2 separate regions of the Sus scrofa genome follow, and region 2 is linked to region 1. A link is a contact called in public Hi-C data. All regions are on one chromosome and are shown on one strand. Each heading gives the region's core, a stretch centred on a gene start, on an enhancer-like site or on the middle of the called end of the contact. The rest is flanking DNA. Distances are from core to core; before and after follow the strand shown.

Evidence for each region. Hi-C and Micro-C count contacts between places; a contact is called where the count stands out from the background.
Region 2: a contact with region 1 is called in a Hi-C map of liver, with 2.6 times the contacts expected there. The contact joins two enhancer-like sites. A contact is called at or near these places in 4 of 47 Hi-C or Micro-C datasets (liver and mesenteric adipose tissue) and 2 of 2 datasets of contacts at active chromatin or transcription factors (alveolar macrophages and skeletal muscle).

Annotation. Positions count from the first base shown.
Region 1 is chr6:155,870,594-155,875,876 of Sscrofa11.1, forward strand. The region is part of intron 4 of PLPP3 (phospholipid phosphatase 3); the gene reads left to right. Among named protein-coding and RNA genes, the nearest start is that of PLPP3, 72 kb to the left of the region's middle. Within about 2 kb of position 3,803, at least 6 of the 83 cell types and tissues checked have an H3K27ac peak or open chromatin away from gene starts, as enhancers often do. A contact at or near this core is called in liver, where this site is marked.
Region 2 is chr6:155,971,614-155,977,270 of Sscrofa11.1, forward strand. No RefSeq gene overlaps it. Among named protein-coding and RNA genes, the nearest start is that of PLPP3, 170 kb to the left of the region's middle. Within about 2 kb of position 4,393, at least 9 of the 83 cell types and tissues checked have an H3K27ac peak or open chromatin away from gene starts, as enhancers often do. A contact at or near this core is called in liver, where this site is marked.

The sequences.
Region 1 (5,283 bases), core at 2,553-5,052:
GCATTTTTTTTTGAGGGGGGGGTCTTTTTGTCTTTTTAGGGCCACACTGGTGGCATATGGAGGTTCCCAGGCTAGGGGTGGAATCGGAGCTGTAGCCGCTGGCCTATGCCAAAGCCACAGCAACGAGGGATCTGAGCCGTATCTGCGACCTACACCACAGCTCACGGCAACGCCAGATCCTTAACCCACTGAGCGAGGCCAGGGATCAAACCCGAGTCCTTGTGGATTCTAGGTGGGTTCGTTAACCACTGAGCCATGACGGGAACTCCCAGTGCATGTTTGAGGAATGAGTGGATGGATGGATGGATGGATGGATGGATGGATGGATCCATCCTGGGTCTTCTGATCTCCCAGGCTGTGCTCCTTTCCATTCCAGTCAGTGTTCTCTTCATCTCCTCATCACTGATGCGATAGATCACAAAGGGCCTGTGTGATGTAGGGAAGGTCTTTGCTGCCTCTTGGCTGAACTGTTTACCCCTTGACTCCTTACATGGTGCCGTGAGAAATGTGGATGCGTCCAGGGGGTGTCGGGTACCAAGGAAACCGGGAAGTGGCTGTGTTCTGACAGCCATGTTCTCCAGCCTGTGGTTGTTAGTCATTGAGGTTTTGTTCACAGTGTTTAGAATCCCAGACCAGTGGGGTCTGGTACGCCCACGAGACATGCCCGCAGATCCTGGGAGTGTCTGGTGAAACCCCTTCCAGGAACAAGATTGTTGTTTACAAGGGGGAATAAGCCACTGTACCAGATGTTTTTCCTCTTCTTCATCTCTGCCTCACCCATCCACCCATCCACCCACCCATCCATCCATCCATCCATCCATCCATCCATCCACCCATCCACCCATCCATCCATCCATCCACCCATCCACCCATCCATCCACCCATCTATCTATCCATCTAGCAGTTTCTGAGTACCCGTTCTGTGTCAGACCCTGTGTGAGCACCTGGAGACACCAAGAGAGCTCACATTTTGTGAAGAAAGGCTGGAAAATAGATAGCTGCAAAGCAGTCAGTTAGCATGCTCTCCTGAGCTTGAGATCAGGTCACAGACTCTTCTCTAACTCTTCCCAAAGCTGTACACCTGTATTTCTGACATGGGTATTGTAAAAGTGTGTGACAGATGAGTTAGAGGAGGCCACCGTTCCAAATGTCCCATTCAGGTTGCCCTTTAGTCCATGACAGTGTGTAGTCCCCTCAAATTGCTTCTTTTCTCCAGAGACAAAAGTCCAATGTGAAAGACCAATAGCTGGCACTAATTCCTTACGGAAGCCAGTTGATTTCTGTGGTTAGAACATGGACTTTAAAAAGGCAAATCTGGGAGTTCCTGTTGTGCCTCAGTGGGTTAAGAACCCAACATAGTGTCCACGAGGGTGCAGGTTTGATCCCTGGCCTTGCTTAGTGGGTTAGAGAGCCAGCATTGCCTCAAGCTGCAGCATATGTCATAGATGTGGCTCGGATCTGGCGCTGATGTGGCTGTGGCATAGATCAGCAGCTGCAGCTCGGATTTGACCCCTAGCCCGGGAACTTCCATGTGCAGCTGGTGCAGCCATAACAAGAAAAAATAAATAAAAGGCAAATTTTACTCAATGTAGATCATGGCCCGTTGTTACCTTGAGCAGGGAGCATGGCCTCTTTTGTCCTTGATCTCTCCATCTGTAAAATAAGCAGGATGGTTGTGACAATTGCCGATGATGTATTTTCAGGCACCTTGCTCGGTGTCTTAATGCTCAGCAAACCAGCCATTCTTTTTCTCCCCTGATAGTGACAGAAAACAAGACCCGATTCCTTTTAAAGGAGAAAAATCAACTCCAGACTCCTCTTGGTCCCTAAAGTAGTGGAATAACTTCCCAGTGTCGAGTCAGTCACCAGGCATGTGAACCAGAGCCAAGTGTGAACCATGGAGGAGATGGGAGAAGGGAGAAAGTTTCTCCTGGTGGGTATCAGCGATCTGGGTAGACTTCCAGGAGGAGAGCGGGCGGGGACAGAGGAAGGACAAAAGCCTCCTTCTCAGTCTTAGCCCAGAGCTCCCAAGAGCAATGGAAATGAAGCCAGAGGACAGTACAGACCTGTTTCACCAGTATGCAAATCGTGTAATGAAGCCCAAATGACTTAGCTAGAACCAGGGAGGCTCACCCCCGTCTGACCTGCTGGTTCAGCCCCAAGGGGGAGGGGGAGGAGGACGAGGAGGAGGAGCCAGCTGGAACTCAGACCTTTCTAAGGAGGTTTTGTTGGAATCCCATAGGACCCCAGTTTTGAAGCTCGGACCAGGAAGGAGAAGGGACTGCTCACTGGAGTGAATTCTGGGTGCCAGGGACTTTCACCCCCGGGGGCGGGGAACAGACACACACCCTTCTGGTGCAATCTCCATGTCTGCCACCCAGCAGTTCTATTTAGCAATTGGAAGAAAAACTTAGTCCCAGAAAGGGACTGAAAGATTATTCTTTTCTGGTGAAGGAGCTTATATTCTCCATGCCTGTGTCTTTCATTCAGTTTTGAACAGAATGGATGCTCACAGCAGTTTTTTTGTTTTGTCTTTTTAGGGCTGCATCTACAACATATAGAGGCTCCCAGACTTGGGGTCTAATTGGAGCTGTAGCTGCCAGCCTATGCCACAGCCACAGCCACAGCAACGTGGGATCTGAGCCGTGTCTGCGACCTACACCACAGCTCACGGCAGCGCTGCATCCTCAACCTACTGAGTGAGGCCAGGGATCGAACCTGCGACCCCATGGATGCTAGTCAGATTTGTTTCTGTTGAGTCACAGCAGGAACTCCCACTTTTTTTTTTTTTTTTTTTTTAAAGTGAACGAATCTGCTTATGTCATAGAGGAGAAAGCAGAAACTCAGAGAAGCAGAATGCCTTGGCCAGGTTCAGACAGCTAGTGTGTAACAGAGAGAAGATTCCAACCCAGTTTCTCTGATGGCAAGTTAGACACTTTCTACAGCAGCATCACACTGATGCTTAGGAAGTGGATTCTCTGGGCCCAGAGGCCTTCATACTGATGGGGAGGTAAGACCCAAAGAGGACAGGAGCTCAGGGCTGCTGACCCCCATGAGAGGTCAGCGTGATTGAGGCTTTCTGATTTTGTCCAGCTCTGCTCACCCCTTTCTGTGTGTGTGTGTGTGTGTGTGTGTGTGTGTGTTTTGTCTTTTTAGGGTTGAACTGGCAGCATATGGAGGCTCCCAAGCTAGGGGTCAAATCGGAGCTGTAGCTACCGGCCTACACCACAGCCACAGCAATGCTGGATCCAAGCCACCCACAGCTCACGGCAACACTAGATCCTTAACCCACTGAGCAATACCAGGGATCGAACCTGAAACCTCATGGTTACTAGTCAGGTTCGTTAACCACTGAGTCATGACAGGAACTCCTGCTCACCCTTTTTTAACCATGCTTTTCAGAGTACCTGGGGCTTTGGTGAAGCCCCTGCAGGAGTTTTGATTCTGGGAAAGATTCCTTCCTGTTTGTTCTAGGACAGCACATTGCACCCTTGGGGGCGGGAGGTTTGACTCTCCTGACCCCCAGAGCATCCCCAGGGGAGCAGGGCATTCCAGGAGCTCCTGACCCATCCTGGTGATGCCCTGGCCTCTGGCCTGGAGAGAGCAGCTCATGTGAGCTGGGCTACAAACTGGCAAAATCCCCTCCTTTCGGTGGTCAAGACCGGAGTGAGGTGGAGAATGTTGTTATCACACCCTTTGATCAACCTCAAAGCCGGTTGCCCTCTGCTGACTCCTCAGATCAGAAGTAGTCACTGGGTGAAAGGTCATTGTGCCATGTCTTTAGTAATTTACTTGTGGTGGTGAAATCAACCAGCGTCATGGAGTAAATCACCTTTCGAGGTGAAAGGGTGACACAGATTTTTGAAGAGTGCCTTGAGTGCCTGTCTAATGCCAGGCGGGGTGCTGTGATGTCTCTTTCGTTTGTTTGGTTGGTTTTTTTGGGGGTTTTTTTTTGTTTGTTTGTTTTAAATTATAGTTGATTTACAGTGTTGTGCCTATTTCTGCTGTACAGCTTAGTGACTCAGTCATACATATATATACACACTCTCTTTCTCATTATCCTCCATCATGTTCTCTCCCAGGAGACTGGATGGAGTTCCCTAGGCTGTACAGTAAGATCTCATTGCTTATCCATCCTAAATGTCATAGTTTGCAGCTACTAACTCCAAACTCCTAGTCCATCCTGCCCACTCCCCCCTTGGCAGCCACACGTCTGTTCTTTCTGTCTGTGAGCCTGTGTCTGTTCTGTAGGCAGGTTCATTTGTGCCCTATTTTGGATTTGTTTGATCCTGGCCACCCCTTGAAGGAGAGGTACTGTCGTGTCTGTTTCACAGATAAGAAGACTGAGGCTTAGAGAAGTTAGTCAGTGGTGGGGCTGGCACTGGAATCGGGGCTGTCTCAGATACCCTCTCAAATTCACTTTAACCTGGAGCCCCGCTGCAGACACCACATATCGATCCTGAGATCTTGAAACATCTCTCGATAAATGTGTTAGTTAAGGATGGATTGGGGGGAGCAAGCTTCCACCTGCCCCCTGAAATTCCCTGTCTGCCTGCTTCCCAAAGGGATTCGTGCCCCACGATAGCCCCCTGCTCCTTTCTCATTCATAAGCACTCCCTTCCTGAAGCTATTCTGATGACAAGCCTCTTCCTCCCTCCTCAAGTTCCTCTCCTATATTTATTTTTTTCTTGTATTAAGCTCCAGCCGTAAGCATCTGAGTCAGTGGGAGGGGAGATGTGTGCCTCGTCCGGTTGGGAAACCCACCCTTCCTCTGCCTGGAGATCTCCAGGACTGGTGACCTAAAGTCTACATGGAGGGGGCGGGGAGAGTTGGAAGATTTTTTTGAACAATCATTGTCTGAGGATCTGCAGATATTTAAATTGAGAGAAATGAGAAAATCTCAAAGATGCCAGGTTCAAGTTAAGGAAAGTGGTTAGGGAATAAAATCACCTGTTTTTTATTTGATCTACGTTGTCACCAGTCTGTGCTACAGCCTGTAAGATAGTGCTTGTTCTACTTATTTGATATGTGTCTCAGATAGGAAACTGAGGCTAAGTGAGGTTTTTTCTGATGAAAAATCTTACTCTTTCTGTTAACCGCTCTACCCCTGTCCATCCACTGCCAGGAGTGACTGGTAGCGACCGCACTGCAAATGCGGCCGTTCTTGTTGCCTGAACTTGCCATTGTCCTAAAGACCATGATGAGTTGGAACCACCAACACCATCCCCATACTCACTCTCAGAAGGAAGAGTTTTTTTTTTCTTTCCTTTGTATAGCTGCACT
Region 2 (5,657 bases), core at 3,143-5,642, 100 kb after region 1:
ACTGCTACATGAGCAGGTAAAAAAAGAAAAAATAACCAGTTTCACTTAAGAATATTCCTGATGAAGCAGTAAAAATGGTCAAAATTTATTAAATTTCAACCCTGGAGTGCCTGTCTTTTCAATGTTTTGTGTGATGAAATGAGATGCATAAAGCATTTGTGCCACCTGCAAAGCACAATGGAAGCCTTGGGAAAAGCTCTGGTGATTATTTGGGTTGGGAGCCGAACCAGCCATTTTTCTTATGAAACACCATTTTCCCTTGAAAGAATGACTGATACAGTCATTGTGGTTTTTTCAGACTTAGGTAGTTGGTGGATTTTTTTTTTTTTTTAATGATGAAGTCAGAGTTGCCACTTCAAGGAAAACAAATAATAATTGTTGCCAATGATAAAATTTGCGTATTTACATGAAAAGTGAGAATTTTTTCTTTTTTTTTTCTTTTTTGTTTTTTGGGGGCCACACCTGTGGCATATGGAAGTTCCCAGGCTAGGGGTCAAATCAGAGCTGCAGCTGCCAGCCTACACCACAGCCACAGCAATGCCAGATCCAAGCTGTGTCTGCGACCTACACCATAGCTCACAGCAACACCAGATCCTTAACCCAGTGGGGGAGCCAGGGATCAAATCCGCATCCTCATGGATACTAATCAGATTCGCTAATGGCTGAGCCACGATGGGAACTCTGACAAGTGAGAATTTTGGAAAATTTGAATTCTCCACTGTGGACTGTCAGATCCCACACTATATGCACCCTTTAAGAAAGAGCCACTTGTCAAATTTGGGTATAGGATCAAAGAAGAATCACCATAATGACCTGAATAGGTTAAGATAGTCCTCTTTTTTCTATGTCCTTGTGAGGCCAAATTTCTTTGTATATTTCAATGGTTGAGATCTTAAACAAGGAGACCATCAGACTGAGATGGTTCTGATGCCTTAGCAGCCTATGCAAGCAAACACAAACCTAAGGTATGAATGTATCAAATTTAAGAAATCAAAACCCAAGGACAGGAGTTCCCATCATGGCTCAGTGGTGTCTGACTAGTATCCATGAGGATGTGGGTTCGATCCCTGGCCTCTCTCAGTGGGTTAAGGATCTGGTGTTGCTGTGGCTGTGGTGTAGGCCAGCAGCTACAGCTCCAATTAGACCCTAGCCTGGGAACTTCCTTATGCCATGGGTGTGGCTCTAAAAAGATTTTTAAAAAAGCAAACCAAAAAACCCAAGGACAACCAATCAACAACAAATAGCCAATTAGAGTTTCTCCAGTTAGGCAACCACTTAATTTATAGCCAATCAAATAATTTCCTTACTTTGCTTCCACATCTTCTCTATAAAAAGTCTTGTTTCTAACTTCTGTCCGTGGCACACTCCTAACCACTACAGGTTGGTGCTGCCAGATAAGAGTTGATTTTTGCTCAAATAAGCTCTTGTATTTTTTAATATGCCTCAGCTTATCTTTTAACACAACCAAATAACACATCCCAGCAGACAATGCAGAAGATATGAGAATCCACTTAATGCTAAGTGATTTTTTTTGATTTAAAATGTTATTTAGATTCACATGCAATGGGTTTATTATCGTTATTTTAAAGAGCTAATAAATGTTTTGAAACGTTCTCAACTTCAATTAGTATATTTTTTTGGTGGCCGCACCCTTAGCATGTGGATGTTACAGGGCCAAGGATCGAACCCAAGCCACAGCGATAGTAACACCAAATCCTTAACTGCCGGGCCACCTGGGAACTCCCTCAATTTTAATTTCTAACACGGTAAATTTCACTAGATCTGACTTACATAAATGAAAGCTTTGTGGGTGTCCTTGATCACTTTTAAGAGCATAAAGAAGCTACAGTTCAAATCTTGATTCTGACATTTACCCATTGTGCTATTCTGGGCAAATTACTTCTTTGTGTCTCCTTTTCTCCTCTCCCTCCACATAAATACAATCTTACACTACCCCATAAAGGTGGGTTGTGAGGATTAAATGAAGCATACCATGAAATGATTAGAAGGGCTCCTGGCCTAGGACAAGGACTATGTAAGTATAATATTAATAATAGTGGCTGTAACAGCATTATAGTGTGATGATCTGTTTTCCTGCCAGTTGTCTCCACCAGGCTATGAGCCCGCACCGCCCAGAGTGGGGTATGCCTCTAATTTATCCCTATATCCTAGCACAAAGCTCAGTATCCATGAGGTCATCATAAAGTTTGTACGTTTGTCGTGTGAATGCATGAAAAGATGGGAGAAGGCAGGGCAGATCCCAGCTGATAGACAACCAAATTCATGAACCAGAAGGCTCAGCCCAAAGAGGGAGGAGTGAGACGTGAACAGCCTCTGGCTTGAGGTGGGAAGCAGGTAGGGATGAGAGAGGAGGGTCCCGGGTGTTAGCAGCCAGTTCTGGTGGGAGAGCCTTCCACCAGCTGGCCAGTGGGAATAGTGTGAAGATACAGGGAGGAGACCGGCCCCACCTGCTGATGGGGCTGGGTAACACAGCTGCCTGATTCCACCTGGATCGCAATAGACTGGCTAACTGTGGGTCTTTCCTGGGTTGCCGCCGCGTGGGGTTGGTGAGATCGGGGCTCGAAGGATGAAGCCTGGAGCATTAAATCTGAGTCTCTCCTAATTTTTCAAACCTACATTTTACGTGATGAGGTACGTGTCGGACCATCTTGTCTTTGTGAATTGTTATTCTGAGGTATTTTTGGATATCCTGGAAGGAAGGGAAAAATGTCATTCAGTGTGTACTCCATGCCAGGCGCTGTAGTTATGCTTCCTAGTGTATTGCTCACAACTGCCTCCCGAGGAGGGTGCTGGTCTCACCCTTTTGGATACAAGGAAACTGAGGCTCAAGGAATGTAAGTCATGTCTCCACCGTCGCACTGCTAATTAGCGGGCTAGCTGGAATCTGAACCCAAGTCTGTATGAAGACCCTGTCCATAGCCTTTAAAAACAAATTGTATTGTATTTTTTATTACTTAAGTCATGCATAGTCATTGTCCAAAAGTGAGAAAGTACTGATAGGTGAAAGATAAAAATTACCCATAAATTTTTACCATTCAAATAACAGTTTTTATCACATTGCTATGTCATTTCAGACTTTTCCCCCATGTATATATTTGTAAACTGCTTTTCTATTTAACAATATATGATGAATATCAGTCTATAGCTGTGTTTCTGTATCATTTAAAAAGACCACATAGTATTTCATTATATGAATGTGTCATTTATTTAATCAATCATTTGTTGTTAAATGTTTAGCTTATATCTAGTTTTTTACTGCTTAAAAAATGTGTTAAAAAATCCCATGATAAATATTCTTGCAGCTTAAACTTTGTGTATATCTTTACTTACTTAGGATCAATTCCTAGAAATGGAATTGATGATTTAGAGTGCATTTGGGGAGTTCCTGCTGTGGTACAGTGGGTTAATGACCTGGCCGTATCTCTGAGGTGACATGGGTTTGATCCCCAGCCCAATGCAATGGATTAAGGATCTGGTGTTGCTACAGCTGGGGTGTAGGTTGCAGCTGCAGCTGGGATTTGATCCCTAGCCCAGGAACTTCCATCTGCCATGGGTGCAACTAAAACAGAAAAAAGAAGTGCATTTGGGTTTTCAAGATATTTCAGTGTACTCCCTTGCCAAATTATCCTCCAGGAAAGCCGTAAAAATTCAAATTCCCACCAGCAGTGAGTGAACCTTCCCGTTTCCCTGTTCCCTCAAGGAGTGAATAAAAAGATCTTTACCCAACACAAAATACCATATTCTTTCAATTCCCCCTTCTTGCTTCTTGATTTAGTTCAAGTGATGCTCTGTATTATAAAGTTTTAATAAGTTAGTTACCCAAGAATACAGTCTGAGTGGGGCGGGGTCACAGTGACCAGAGAGCTGAGTGGGAGGGGGACGTATGGGTCTGAGTTTGGTTAGGCAGTGGGATGGGTTGGTTGGAGAGGACCTGGGTAATTATTCTCACCCACAGGGTGTTGGCTGGTGGTTAGTGTCTGGCCCAGCTGGGGAAGGGTGAGTCTTGCCCAGGGGTGCTTGCTCCCCAGGGAGTGTGGTGGGCAGTCCAGATAACAGAGCAGGTCACAAAAGTCCACCCAGACAAAGGAGGTCTATGGGCAGACAGACAGTAGGGAGTACAGACATGCCCTCCTGGGGCTGGCACCTTTAGGATCAGCAGGGAGAAGCAGAGTTTCAAGCTAGGAAAGAGTGGTCATTGGTATGACCTACCCAATGAGCCCAAATGGCCTGGCTGCCAAAGGGTCCCACCCATTTGTCATCCACCCCTTTGGTGAATTCTCCATGATCCTGTGGGCTTTTAGGCTTGGGCATCTATTGTGTGAGGTCTCCCGCAGCACATCTGTGACTCAGGGGAGACTCTGCTCATGAGATTGAAGGAATTTATTATGTAACTTGCTACATCACGTTTGCAGGGGTGGAATGCTCCTTTTGGCAATAACAAGCTCCTGCTTTTGCTGAAAGCAGACCTAGTGGGAAAACCCACTCCTGCATGCAAAGTTGTGTGATAAACCTGAAATATGAATGAGGAAAAATAGATACATGAACTGTCTAATGACATCCGGATAAGACCTCAATTATTTATCATATAGCAGGGCCAGTGCTGCCCATGGGGCTGTAGATACTACAAATTGTTTGGCTCAATCTTCTCCATAGGTAGCGTCCCTTGGTTTGACTTTTGACCTTCTCTCTCGCTCTTTTTTTTTTTTTTTTTTTCAATTAATAAGGTTGGCTGGCTCCCCTGTGTCTCCCAGTATGACTCAGCTTCCTTTGGAAGTCATGGGGGTTTTCGGCCTCTCCTGCCTGGGAGCCCATGTACGTCCTTTAGGTGACGGTGCATATTTCCGTTCTGACCCACTGATTGGGCCACTGTGCTCATCTCCTGCCCAGCTGAAGGCCTTGGGGTTGACCCTAGGCCTTTGGGCTCTAGGATGAGGTCTGATAAGAGCAATGACCTGGTGCTGGAGCACCCTGGGGATTGTGCAGGAAACTTCAGCAGAGGGCAGGCACAGGGTCAGATAGGGCACCTGCTGAGCTGTGACCTGCCAGGAGCACCTTCCCTGGAATTGGGGGCTGCCCTCCAAGTGGGCTCAGCAGGCTGGCCTACTTGCTCCCCCAAGCCCCAGCTGACCACACCAGGCTTCCTCGATGACTAAATCACCTACCTCAGTGTGGGAGAGGAGAAGTGGTCCCACTGTGGGAATGAGAGGGCTTTAAAGGCAGAGACCTCATAAAAGTGAGGCTCATTAGCCAAGCAGTGCCTCAACTTGGCCTGTCTACACTTGCCCTACTACACTGAGGTTCAGCACTTAAGCCAAGTAGGGACCTGGCTGTGTGCTGTCAATTATTTATTTACCCATCCTCTACCTTGCTATAGAGCACACAAAGGCAGCTCACTTACAGAGATACACTCAAGATAACAAGATAAAGTACATCTCAAGTGAAACAGTGCAGCAAAGAAAAGATCCAGGTAGGAAAGGAGAAGGGATCAGTGGCAGGTAAGCGCACGTATCACAGATGTTGCCAGGTCCTTTATACATGCACCTGGGGAGCCACAGCCTTGGGTCAGGGTTTCTAGTAATCAAGGGAAAAGGGGGCATACCAACCCTATTCTTCAAAGCCTGGCCCCAATGTCTCAC